3 separate regions of the Mus musculus genome follow, and all the other regions are linked to region 2. The links are chromatin contacts, called in public HiChIP or PLAC-seq maps. All regions are on one chromosome and are shown on one strand. The core of a region is the stretch at or near the end of the contact, and the rest is flanking DNA. Distances in the headings are between cores, read along the strand shown. Region 1 overlaps St8sia4 (ST8 alpha-N-acetyl-neuraminide alpha-2,8-sialyltransferase 4). Region 2 has its middle 94 kb from the start of Pdcd1. Region 3 has its middle 140 kb from the start of Fam174a.

What was found. HiChIP or PLAC-seq counts read pairs in DNA pulled down with a chosen protein or histone mark.
Region 1: a RAD21 HiChIP or PLAC-seq map of pro-B cells shows a contact between it and region 2, with 35 times the contacts expected there. The contact joins two enhancer-like sites. A contact is called at or near these places in 1 of 39 promoter capture datasets (frontonasal cranial neural crest), 2 of 15 datasets of contacts at CTCF or cohesin (large pre-B cells and pro-B cells) and 1 of 115 datasets of contacts at active chromatin or transcription factors (large pre-B cells).
Region 3: a RAD21 HiChIP or PLAC-seq map of pro-B cells shows a contact between it and region 2, with 23 times the contacts expected there. The contact joins two enhancer-like sites. A contact is called at or near these places in 1 of 39 promoter capture datasets (cranial neural crest), 1 of 15 datasets of contacts at CTCF or cohesin (pro-B cells) and 1 of 115 datasets of contacts at active chromatin or transcription factors (large pre-B cells).

Annotation. Positions count from the first base shown.
Region 1 is chr1:95,603,971-95,607,145 of GRCm38.p6, forward strand. The region is part of intron 4 of St8sia4 (ST8 alpha-N-acetyl-neuraminide alpha-2,8-sialyltransferase 4); the gene reads right to left. Among named protein-coding and RNA genes, the nearest start is that of St8sia4, 62 kb to the right of the region's middle. Within about 2 kb of position 1,696, at least 52 of the 459 cell types and tissues checked have an H3K27ac peak or open chromatin away from gene starts, as enhancers often do. A contact at or near this core is called in pro-B cells, where this site is marked.
Region 2 is chr1:94,145,119-94,148,753 of GRCm38.p6, forward strand. No RefSeq gene overlaps it. Among named protein-coding and RNA genes, the nearest start is that of Pdcd1, 94 kb to the left of the region's middle. Within about 2 kb of position 2,128, at least 18 of the 459 cell types and tissues checked have an H3K27ac peak or open chromatin away from gene starts, as enhancers often do. A contact at or near this core is called in pro-B cells, where this site is marked.
Region 3 is chr1:95,448,705-95,452,340 of GRCm38.p6, forward strand. No RefSeq gene overlaps it. Among named protein-coding and RNA genes, the nearest start is that of Fam174a, 140 kb to the left of the region's middle. Within about 2 kb of position 2,302, at least 117 of the 459 cell types and tissues checked have an H3K27ac peak or open chromatin away from gene starts, as enhancers often do. A contact at or near this core is called in pro-B cells, where this site is marked.

The DNA.
Region 1 (3,175 bases), core at 446-2,945, 1.5 Mb after region 2:
TTGTTCCTTCTTAGAATGGGGAACAAAATACCCATGGAAAGAGTTACAGAGACAAAGTTCAGAGCTGACATGGAAGGAAGGACCATCCAGAGACTGCCCCACTCAGGGATCCATCCCATATACAACTTCTAAACCCAGATACTATTGCATATGCCAGAACAGTTTTGCTGACAGGACCTGATATAGCTGTCTCTCGTGAGGCTATGCCAGTTTCTGGCAAATACAGAAGTGATGTTCACAGTCATCTATTGAATGGAACACAGGGCCCCTAGTGAAGGAGCTTGAGAAAGTACACAAGAAGCTAAAGGGGTCTGCAACCCTATAGGAGTAACAACAGGAGTAATAGTATGTACTAACCAGTAACCCCCCAGAGCTGTGTCTCTAGTTGCATATGTAGCAGAGGATGGCCTAGTGGGCCATCAATGGGAGGAGAGGCCCTTGGTCTTGCGAAGATTATATGCCCCAGTACAGGGGAATGCCAGGGCCAGGAAGCTTGAGTGGGTTGGCTGGGGAGGAGGGGGGAAGATATTGGGGACTTTTGGGATAGCACTTGAAATGTAAATGAAGAAAATATCTAATAAAAGAAAGAGCAGCAGGAGGAGAGAGACAGTCAGTTGTGAGTCAGTACAGCGAGTGCACTGCAGTGGAGTTGGCCTCTGTCATGACTGTATGCCCTTCAGTGAAGGTCATTAGAGGAGTTGAAACCAGAGAATAAGAAAGAGCCAGAAAATAGAAAAGTTGCTAGTTAGTTTGAGGTCAAGTAGAGCAATTTGGTGAAAAACTGAGAGCAACCAGATTGAGTTTTTAAAAAATAGTTTAACACCATTGCATACACTAGCAAGATTTTGCTGAAAGGACCCAGATATAGCTGTCTCTTGTGAGACTATGCCAGGGCCTAGCAAACACAGAAGTGGATGCTCACAGTCAGCTATTGAATGGACCACAGGGCCCCCAATGGAGGAACTAGAGAAAGCACCCAAGGAGCTAAAGGGAACTGCAACCCTATAGGTGGAACAATATGAATTAAGCAGTACCCCGGAGCTCTTGTCTCTAGCTGCATATGTATCAAAAGATGGCCTAGTCGGCCATCATTGCAAAGAGAGGCCCATTGGACTTGCAAACTTTATATGCCCCAGTACAGGGGAACGCCAGGGCCAAAAAGGGGGAGTGGGTGGGTAGGGGAGTGGGGGTGGGTGGGTATGGGGGACTTTTGGTATAGCATTGGAAATGTAAATGAGCTAAATACCTAATAAAAATGGAAAAAAAATAGTTTAAAATATTAAATCCAAAGAGTGAAAACCTCTCCTTTTCAATTTTTCCACTGAAATGCACCACAAATTCTCCATCTATTTTGCCTACATTGATGAACATACACTATAACTTCATAGCTTAAATATGAACAACATCCAAATGTTTCCTCTTCTTCTCAAATGAGGACTAAGAAATCTGCTTCCATTAAGTGTTTGGCAGTCAACAAACAGAAAACGTTCTGGGGTCAGCTCTCCATTATTCTGCATGTCTAATAAACACCATGCCATAGGAAAAAAGTGTCACAGTCAAATTGTCTTCCTCTGTGCAGTTGTATTCATCACATGATTGAAACAGTTTGAGTGTTTTTCTCAAGAGACATATGTATCTCTGTGACAGCTGCATTGCCACAATATGCTGAAGTGGCTCGAGTTGACACGCCACATCCTGGATCTCACATTCTAAATGACAGCTGGGGGATGCCAGAAGTACTTTCTCACAGTGGGTCAGCTCAGCATCAAGTATCTGTCTATTACAGCTCTCTTGGCCTCAGAAACAAAATGTGCTTGTACACATGACTCTAAGAAGCTCAGGTCATATCCTTATTACTCTGGTTCTGCTCTAAGTAGCTGTGACATTTCAGGACAAAATTTCTACGACTCTACAAGAACAACCTAGTGCCTTTCAGTACCACCATGTCCTGTGATTTATTGACTTTTTATGTGATCACCTTTGATTGGGGCCAAATATAGTATTAACACTACCAACATGGCAGATACAGTGGATAAATGCTGCTTTGTAGTACAAGCTTCAGATTGAAATCTCTGAATGCAGTAATGAAAGTGAGTGCCTGTGTGTGTGTCTGTGTGTGTGTGTGTGTGTGTGTGTGTGTGTGTGTGTGGAAGAGAGAGAGAGAGACAGAGACAGACAGAGACAGAGATAGAGACAGAGACAGAGACAGAGCAAACCTAAGACACAGTCTTAGATGATTACTGTGGCTACAACTAAAAAGCATGAGCCCACCATCACCAGTAGAAAATAATTCCCTATCTTAGTCTTTTGTCTCTTGTATAATACCAACTGGGACCACATAAGCCAACTACCTTACTAACTATAATTGGTCAACTGATCATAAGTTGTTATGTGTTAATACAAAGGCCATTTCTCTCCACTCTTCAGAGTTCCTCTTTGTGCCAGGCATTCAGCATTTAGGCCACTCACTCAGAGTACCTGCAAGAAAGATCTCTGCTATTCCTCACTGGCAGTGTGGTTTTTGCAGGATCCAAGGCCCTACTATCCTTTAATAAGACCCTAAATGACAGTATTTCTTTGAGGATTTCTTTAAAAGTTGTTCTTACCAAAACCAAATATTTTAGTGTTAGCTATAAAAATATGTTGACTTTAGATTTCCAAGCAAAAGTTTGAAAAAATATTCTCTCAATCAAAAGTCCTAAATTCCATCACTTACAGGATTCTAGAGGTCTTGGGCCATTTCACTTGGTAAATACAAACTTGACTTCTTGAGATTTTAGGTACTTGGGTTACAGAATTAGTCAGGTAGACCAAGAGATTGCAAACGTGCATGGCTGATTCATTGCCTACAACTGTAGTTTTCTGTCTAGAGAAATCTGAATTTACTGTTTATTGGTAGAAGTTTCAGAGCAGAGGTAGAGTTCTTGGTGAGAATTCCTCATCAGGAAATTGGGGAAACTTTAGATTAGCTTAATTGTAACAGGACAGGAGCAAAGCCCTGCCAGAGATCCCTAAACAAATATAAATATTGATGGAGATATAATTTAGACACAAAACAGAATAAAGACTTTGAAAACTGGATAGCCACTTGTAGGTACAGGATCCTTCCTCACTGTGTCTTAGTCTGTGACATCTGACTAACATCCTCCACACAATAAACTCTGTGTTCTATACA
Region 2 (3,635 bases), core at 878-3,377:
GTATTTTTGAGTGAGTTTGAAAAAGGATCTGATCAGCCTAATGATAGACATACCTCGGGTTATAGTATAAAGTAGATAAATTGTGATAAAGTCAGAAAATTGTAAAAACTGCTGGTGGCGGTGAAAGATGGGTACCTCACCATTATCCATGCTCTGCTTACCCTGCTGTATGTATGGTTTTGCTTTCCTATTTTTCAATCCCAGCACTTGGAAGGCAGAGGCAGGAAGATTACTGAATTTGAGGCCAGCCTGGTCTACAGAGTGATTTACAGGACAGCCAAGGCTACACAGGTAAACATAATTTTGAAAAAAAAAAAGCAGAAACAAAAACAAACAAGAGTAGGAGAAATTATCTTGAGCAGAATAATAGTGGACCTGCTTCTAAATTGACAGCTTTCAGTTCTGGATCTTGGAGCTTCAAAAGTAGAGTTGGGAAAAAGCTAATGGAAAAGGAATTCTTGCTTATGTTATCAATCAATCAATCAATCAATCTATCTATCTGTTATCTATCTATCTATCTATCTATCTATCTATCTATCTATCTCTCTGCAATTATTGAACCCATTTGGTTGGGCGTTATTTGTCTCAGGTTGTATGTGCACTTGCTATGTAGCTGAGGATGAATTTGAGGTTCTCATTTTTCTTCCTTTACCTGCTCATTATCGAGATTATAGGCATGTAGTTCCATGCCCAGTTTACTCTGTGGTAGGGATTGGGATCAGGGCTTTGTGCATGCTAGACAGGTAGTCTACCAATTTAGCTACATCCCAAGCCTCTTCCTTTGCACACTTTTATGAGAAAGGGTCTTAGTCCACAGCCTAGATCCTCCAACTTCAGCCTTTGGGAGCTGGGATTATAGACGTGAGTTACCATACCTGACTGCATAAGGTATGCTAGGTTTCTAACCTTTTTTATCTTAGATAAAATCGGGATCATCTCCTTTCTATAGACTTATTTTTCTTCATTCAAATGTTCTCATTGTTACTATATGAATATTTTATAATCCCATGAATTATAAATTTACATTTAAATAAGGGATTAAGTAAAATTCATCTTTATGTTTTGAGTTGAAAAGTTTGCTAAGAATTAGTTACAAGTGAAATTTTAATGGCACATTCACCTAATTATGTAAATTAATTGTTTTTACCTTGCTTAGAAATACTTTAGATACACAGTATAATGTAATTGCTATTTATAAATACATAATAGATTTGAGCTATTTCAGGAATAAAAAAGTAATTCCTGTGTATTCATTAAAGCAAGACTTTAATGTAAGGCAGTTCAGGTAATGTATGCATCTGACATAATAAAGTTACCACTTAAAATTGTTTTGTATTTAATATCAATTATCAAAAGGATGAATACTTTTCCTTAGGTTAAGACTATTGCTTTTTGATAAAATGATAAAGCTATAAAGCATCAGTTTTTTCAAAGAACAGTAAAAGGTCAAGGGAGATTTTGAAGCAGTCAAGAGAGCAATTTATTCTATTAAGCTTTTTATAGCTAGAAAGAATACTTTAGATGTAACTGCTCCACGCTGCAGCATTATCCTGGCAAAAGATTAGGGAAAAAAAATACTAGAGTTTAGGATACTGATCGTGGAAACATTCTGAAGTAATTTCTCAAGCAGGGGCACTTGGATTATTTTAGACAGAAAACATTGCACAGTGTGAAAAGTAGAATCAACAGTGTCATAATTTGAAACAGTGGCATCGTACCGAATAATCTTAGATGACCTGTGGCTTCATTTGAGCTCTCGACATCAGAAGCACATCTTAATCTATAATATGAAGAACTTGGACCAGATGATCTTTTAGTATTAGTTCTGTTTCTAAAATGGCCTGTAAATGAAACATTACTATCCGAATGCTCAAAGAAGCTGTTATCATGTACTCTTGAAGAGTGCATTTACTGAAAACACTAAACCTTTGAGATAAGAGTTTATTCCTATGGTTATTTTGTTGTAGCATTTTATTCCGAGGAAGCTATTGAGCTCCCAGGATTGTTACTATTTAAGGAGAAGTTACTTTATTTCCTGGCTGAAGGCACGAAGTTTTATCTCCAAGCTTCATTCTGTTGGCACTTGAATTTCAGGAAGGAAACCAAAGCAGCTTTTGCTTTTGCTTTTGCTTTTGCTTTTGCTGTTGGACACATTTGGTACGGATGACTCCAAAGGACATAATCAGTTACACGGAGTGAGATGTTCAAGACTTTCCTTCCTGGGCACAACAGTTTTAAAACCTTGCCTGGAAGAGAAGTTTATTTTTCATAACAGAGCTGGCAATCCTTCTGTAAGGAAATTAGGTTTTTGTTGTCATGGCAACATGGGATTCCACACACCTGCTTCTCTTAGGTGATTGCTTATTGGAAGTGGGTGGTTACTGACATCAAGAAACTACAGCCAGATAACTTCTACAATGCCAGTTAACTTTGAATTTTAACACACTTTAAGCAAGGCTGAAGAGGTGGGTTACTGAGTAAAGCTCTTGCTTCCAGCACAGGAACCTGAATTTGATCCCTGACTCCATATGAAAAAGCTGGGGCAATGGTGGGAGGCTTGTAATTCTAGCACTGGGGAGGCAGAGACAGGATGCTCTCTGGAGGCTTGCTGGCAAGACAGTCTCTAGAATCTGTAAACTTGAGGATGAAATCCAGCCACCAACAGCTAATTTGGAGAATGATTGAGGAAGACACTTGGTACTGACGTGATGCTCCCAAGGTCCAGAAAGGGAAAACAGCATGCAGCCTGTCTCTGCCTTTTTGTTTGCAAATGTTTTATGTTTAATTGGAATGTCTTTGAGGAAATTATTCTAAGATTCATGTTGAATCATGAACAGGTGGTGGTTTATGATATCAGTTTAATTTCTCCTCATTGCCTTTTCATGAAAGACTTGACTCCCTTCCTTCCTTCCTTCCTTCCTTCCTTCCTTCCTTCCTTCGTTTCTTCGTTCCTTCCCTCCCTCTCCCTCGTTCCCTTCCTTTCTTTCTCTTTCTCTTTTTTCTTTCTTTCTTTCTTTCTTTCTTTCTTTCTTTCTTCCTTTCTTTCAACTTAGGGACTTACAAATGCAACCATTACATTTTTAATTTTTATATTTATTTCTGCCGTAGGATCTCATTTTAATTATCAAGTGTTTTGCTTCTGTTGAAGAGAACCCCATAACTTACAAAGTAATCATCACAATGGGACTTTTAAAAAATTCCTTAGAAACCAGATGAACTTCATTTACAGTAATTTAAAGCCAATTACTTTGTTGTGAAATATAACTTTTAGTTCAATTATCTTGCAATTAAAAACAAAGGTTCTTAATGATCAGTGCTTTTAGAAGAAATCTTTAGTGAGTATATAGCCACAAGTGATCAATTAAATGTGTCCATAAATTCCTTAATACTTCTATATCAATAAGTAGAGGCCATGGCCCTCCTCTTGTGTCCAGTTGTGTTCTGTGACTGTTCTGATGACAGAACCTGGGGAGATCACACTGTGCTTGCCTTCAGACTTGAATCTTGGAGGAAAATGGCCACTTCTAATGTCTGGTTTCTATGAGTGGATAGAAGTGAAGTTTCAGCAGATGTCCTGCATGGAGCCAGTGCCACTAGCCAGGTGTGGGTGAGCCATCTCAGAAGTCAGTTCAATA
Region 3 (3,636 bases), core at 1,052-3,551, 1.3 Mb after region 2:
GCTCCTTTTCAAATTTTCTTACACTTAAATTGGCTAATTATTAATATGAGTGTCATCATATTTGGGATATTTTCAAGTTTTTTGGTAGATGAGTCCTATAGAATATGTACACTCAAATATTTTTCATAGGGCTAAGATAAAGTAAATAAAAACACGGTGAGAAGAGCTGCCCAGTTCACACACACTTAACAAGTAAGCCAATGGTTCTCAACTCCCTACACTCAACTTCTGCACTGTGGGCAAAATGGTACCTGAGCTCACTTCTGAATCAGCCAAGCGCTGAAGCCTTGTGGGGTTATAATTAGACAGATAATAAAATGGGGCTCCTATCAAATTTTTCACACATTTTAACACACCTGACAGTCTATCCAAAGGATGTGTCTCTCAAGACAGACTTGCTATGGATGGCTGGGTTTGCCAAACCACCAGAGCATGAAATCAATCCTGCTTATCAGCATCCAGCCCATGGAAGCATGCTTCTGGGAGCCGGAGTCCATGGCTCAGAGCTTTCTTTGGCTGTGCTCAAAATGAAGACAAAGATTGTGCACATCAATTCCACTTAATTAGCTTTTTACATGACTTACATTTCTCTTACGTAGGCTAATTAGAAACATGCTAGAAAATCAGCTCTCCCCCACTCTGGAGAGTTCACAGGCATTTCTGCAAACACACTCACTAAAATCAGCATCCTTAACTTCTCTGCTGCAATGGCTCAGGCTGGAGGGTAGTTCCCCATTGAGATACAGTTGCTGTACTATTAATTTTGTTCTTTACTTTCCTCTCTCCAGGAAACAGGCGATTTAATTCGCGAGAGTGCTCTGAGGCACCGTGCTTATGTTGTTGAGCAGATTTATGTAGTGCCTGTGTTGAACAACACAGTACTCTGACTTGAAATCACTGTGTTTTGCACTCATATGAAGTTAAATACAATTTTTCCAAAGTGTATTTAAATAAGTGCAGAGGGGCTGGCCCAATATCAAACAAAGTGATCTCCTGTGTGCCAACATTGTTTTCTATTTTTTAAAAAGGCACTATATGTTTATTGAAGATCTTTCATAATTGTTGAAGGTATCAAATATGTTTTAATAGATCATAGAATTAGTATACAATACTAAGAGCAACAAACTCTAACTTTATAAGCAACCATACTAGAAAATTTCAAAATGACACACAGCATGGATTGTAGTTTACAATTAGCAGATACAAGCAAATCAGTAATGTCTTTGTGGAAGGAAGTTGCCTTCCTCTTTCCAATAGCCCATTTAATTTGTAGTTTCACATAAACTAAAACTTAAGGCTTACTTCTTCTTTGACCACAGTATAACAATTTAAATTACACATCATGAAGAAGAATTGATAATATAAATTCCACACATATGGAACCAATAGCATCTTTCTGACATGGACTTTCTAACGAGTTTGAAGAGAGCCAGATACGTGGTGAATACAAACCAGGACACTTGCCCAGTAGGCTTCAGTGTCATGGACTCACATTCTCTTTGATATCAGTACTGATAGGATATTAGAAAAAGATCAATGACCTTTTGTACTCCAATCAAAATGTTCTATATTCATGAATCATTGTAGCTAAAAAAAATAAAAACAAAGACTACCAGAAGAAAGGGAATAGCAACATAAAAAATATACTCTTTAACATTTTTCTTCTCTCAATGAAGGACTGCTCACAAAGGTTGAGACTGTACAGGCTAATCGCGATGAAATTCTGTCCAAACTGAAGCAAGTAGTTTATCTATGTGTGAAAATCACTGCTTTTGGAATTTGAGAGGTCTAAACCATGTCTCTGACTCTCTGATTAATACTATTTGTATTCTCTGAAGCAAGAGACATTGAGGACATTTTGGAATTCAGATTCGCCAACTTAAAATAGATATAATAGCCTGCATTTTGAATCATTATTAAGGATAATATGTGTTTGTGTAGCTCAACTGTGGGAGGAGTGAATATACTTTGTACTTTAGACTCATCATAGATGATGAGCATTTCTTCTGCAGTATTTATCAGAGTTTTTCAAAGTTGGGCTTATCTCTTCATGCATATATGCTTCCGCATACACCTGATTCTTTGTATGCCTATAGGCTTTTTTGTAAGCTATAGTCTCCAAGTATATGGTATCTATGCAGATTTAATTAGTTGTGTGGCCAGTGGTTTTTGGTGTTGTTGCTGTTGTTTTGAAACTTAAACACAATTCTAGCTTGTGGACATCCGAGAAGGGCACTGAAAAGATTTTCTCCTCTCTGCTTCAGAAAGGCCAGAAGCAGGAAGTAAACAGAATTAGTTCAGTTTCAGCTACACAGATGCAATTTCCTCTTCTTGGGGATAATAACTATTCAAAGCTGATGGCTTTTAAAGAGCAAACTGTTACCCAATTTCCTTCCTCTTTCATCAGTTTTTAAAATGTTTATCTGTGGAAAACACTGTAAAGGCTTACACTCAAATGATCATGTTCCTTGTGGCCATTTACTAGTACACATCCTGCCCACAACTGAGAAAGCAACATCAGAGTGTTACTGCATGCAAAACTGTGCGAGGAAATGCTCCTGTGCCTTCTCACGCGTAGTGCTGACCACTGTCCCTCAGGTGGTTTTCTTGTCACTCCAGTGTTAAGGTGAACTTTATAGACAAAGGGAAGGTGATTAATTTACAAATTATATCGTATTATTAGGAGTTAAAAATCAAATTCTAATATTCCTACACAAGCTTTCCTGAAATGTTTTCTATGGAAAATGCTGAGACGATTTATGAACGCAAACTTACCTGCCCCACCTGAAATATGATGGCAAACCATAGGAACCATTGTGTACATAGATGAAATATTTGTCCTCTTGCTATAACATATTATTTCTAGATGCAAATTTCACTGAAGTAACATTATAACAATTCAGTCTTTGGGTACCTAATTCATGGTCATAGTTCACTGTTACATGATCATAACCATTTTTTCTAACTTAACCTAAGTTAATTCTATTGGAATACTAACTTACAAGCTGCAGTAAGTTTTAAATTTTCCTGTTTTCTTGTTCAATTTGCCAGCATTGTGAGCAGATCTGTATATTATGCACTCAGTACATACTCTAAATGTATTTGCATAAGGAGTAAGTAAATTAACAAATTAATGTTTGAAGTAAATGATAAAGCTAAAACTATTATATGTTTTTAGAAATCAGCAACAAAGCAAGAAATGCTACTTTGTTCTTAATTGTTCTATATAAATACTTATAATAATAGGTCGCCGGGCAGTGGTAGCTGTAATTCCAGCACTCCAGAGGCAGAGGCAGAGGCAGGCGGACTTCTGAGTTCGAGGCCAGCCTGGTCTATAGAGAAACCCTGTCTCGAAAAACGAAAATAAATAAATAAATAAATAAATAAATAAATAAATAAATAAATACATACATACATACATACATACATACATAAATACATAAATACATAAATAAATAAATACATAAATACATAAATATGAGGTCGACCAGTTGTCAATCCTTTAGGTTTTTGTTTTTAATTCATGTGATTAATAGATAGATAGATAGATAGATAGATAGATCTGTTCTTTTTCCTTTTCATCTTTCCTATAACACTTCAAAAGTTCTATCAATTGTGATAAACGATTTGTTTTAT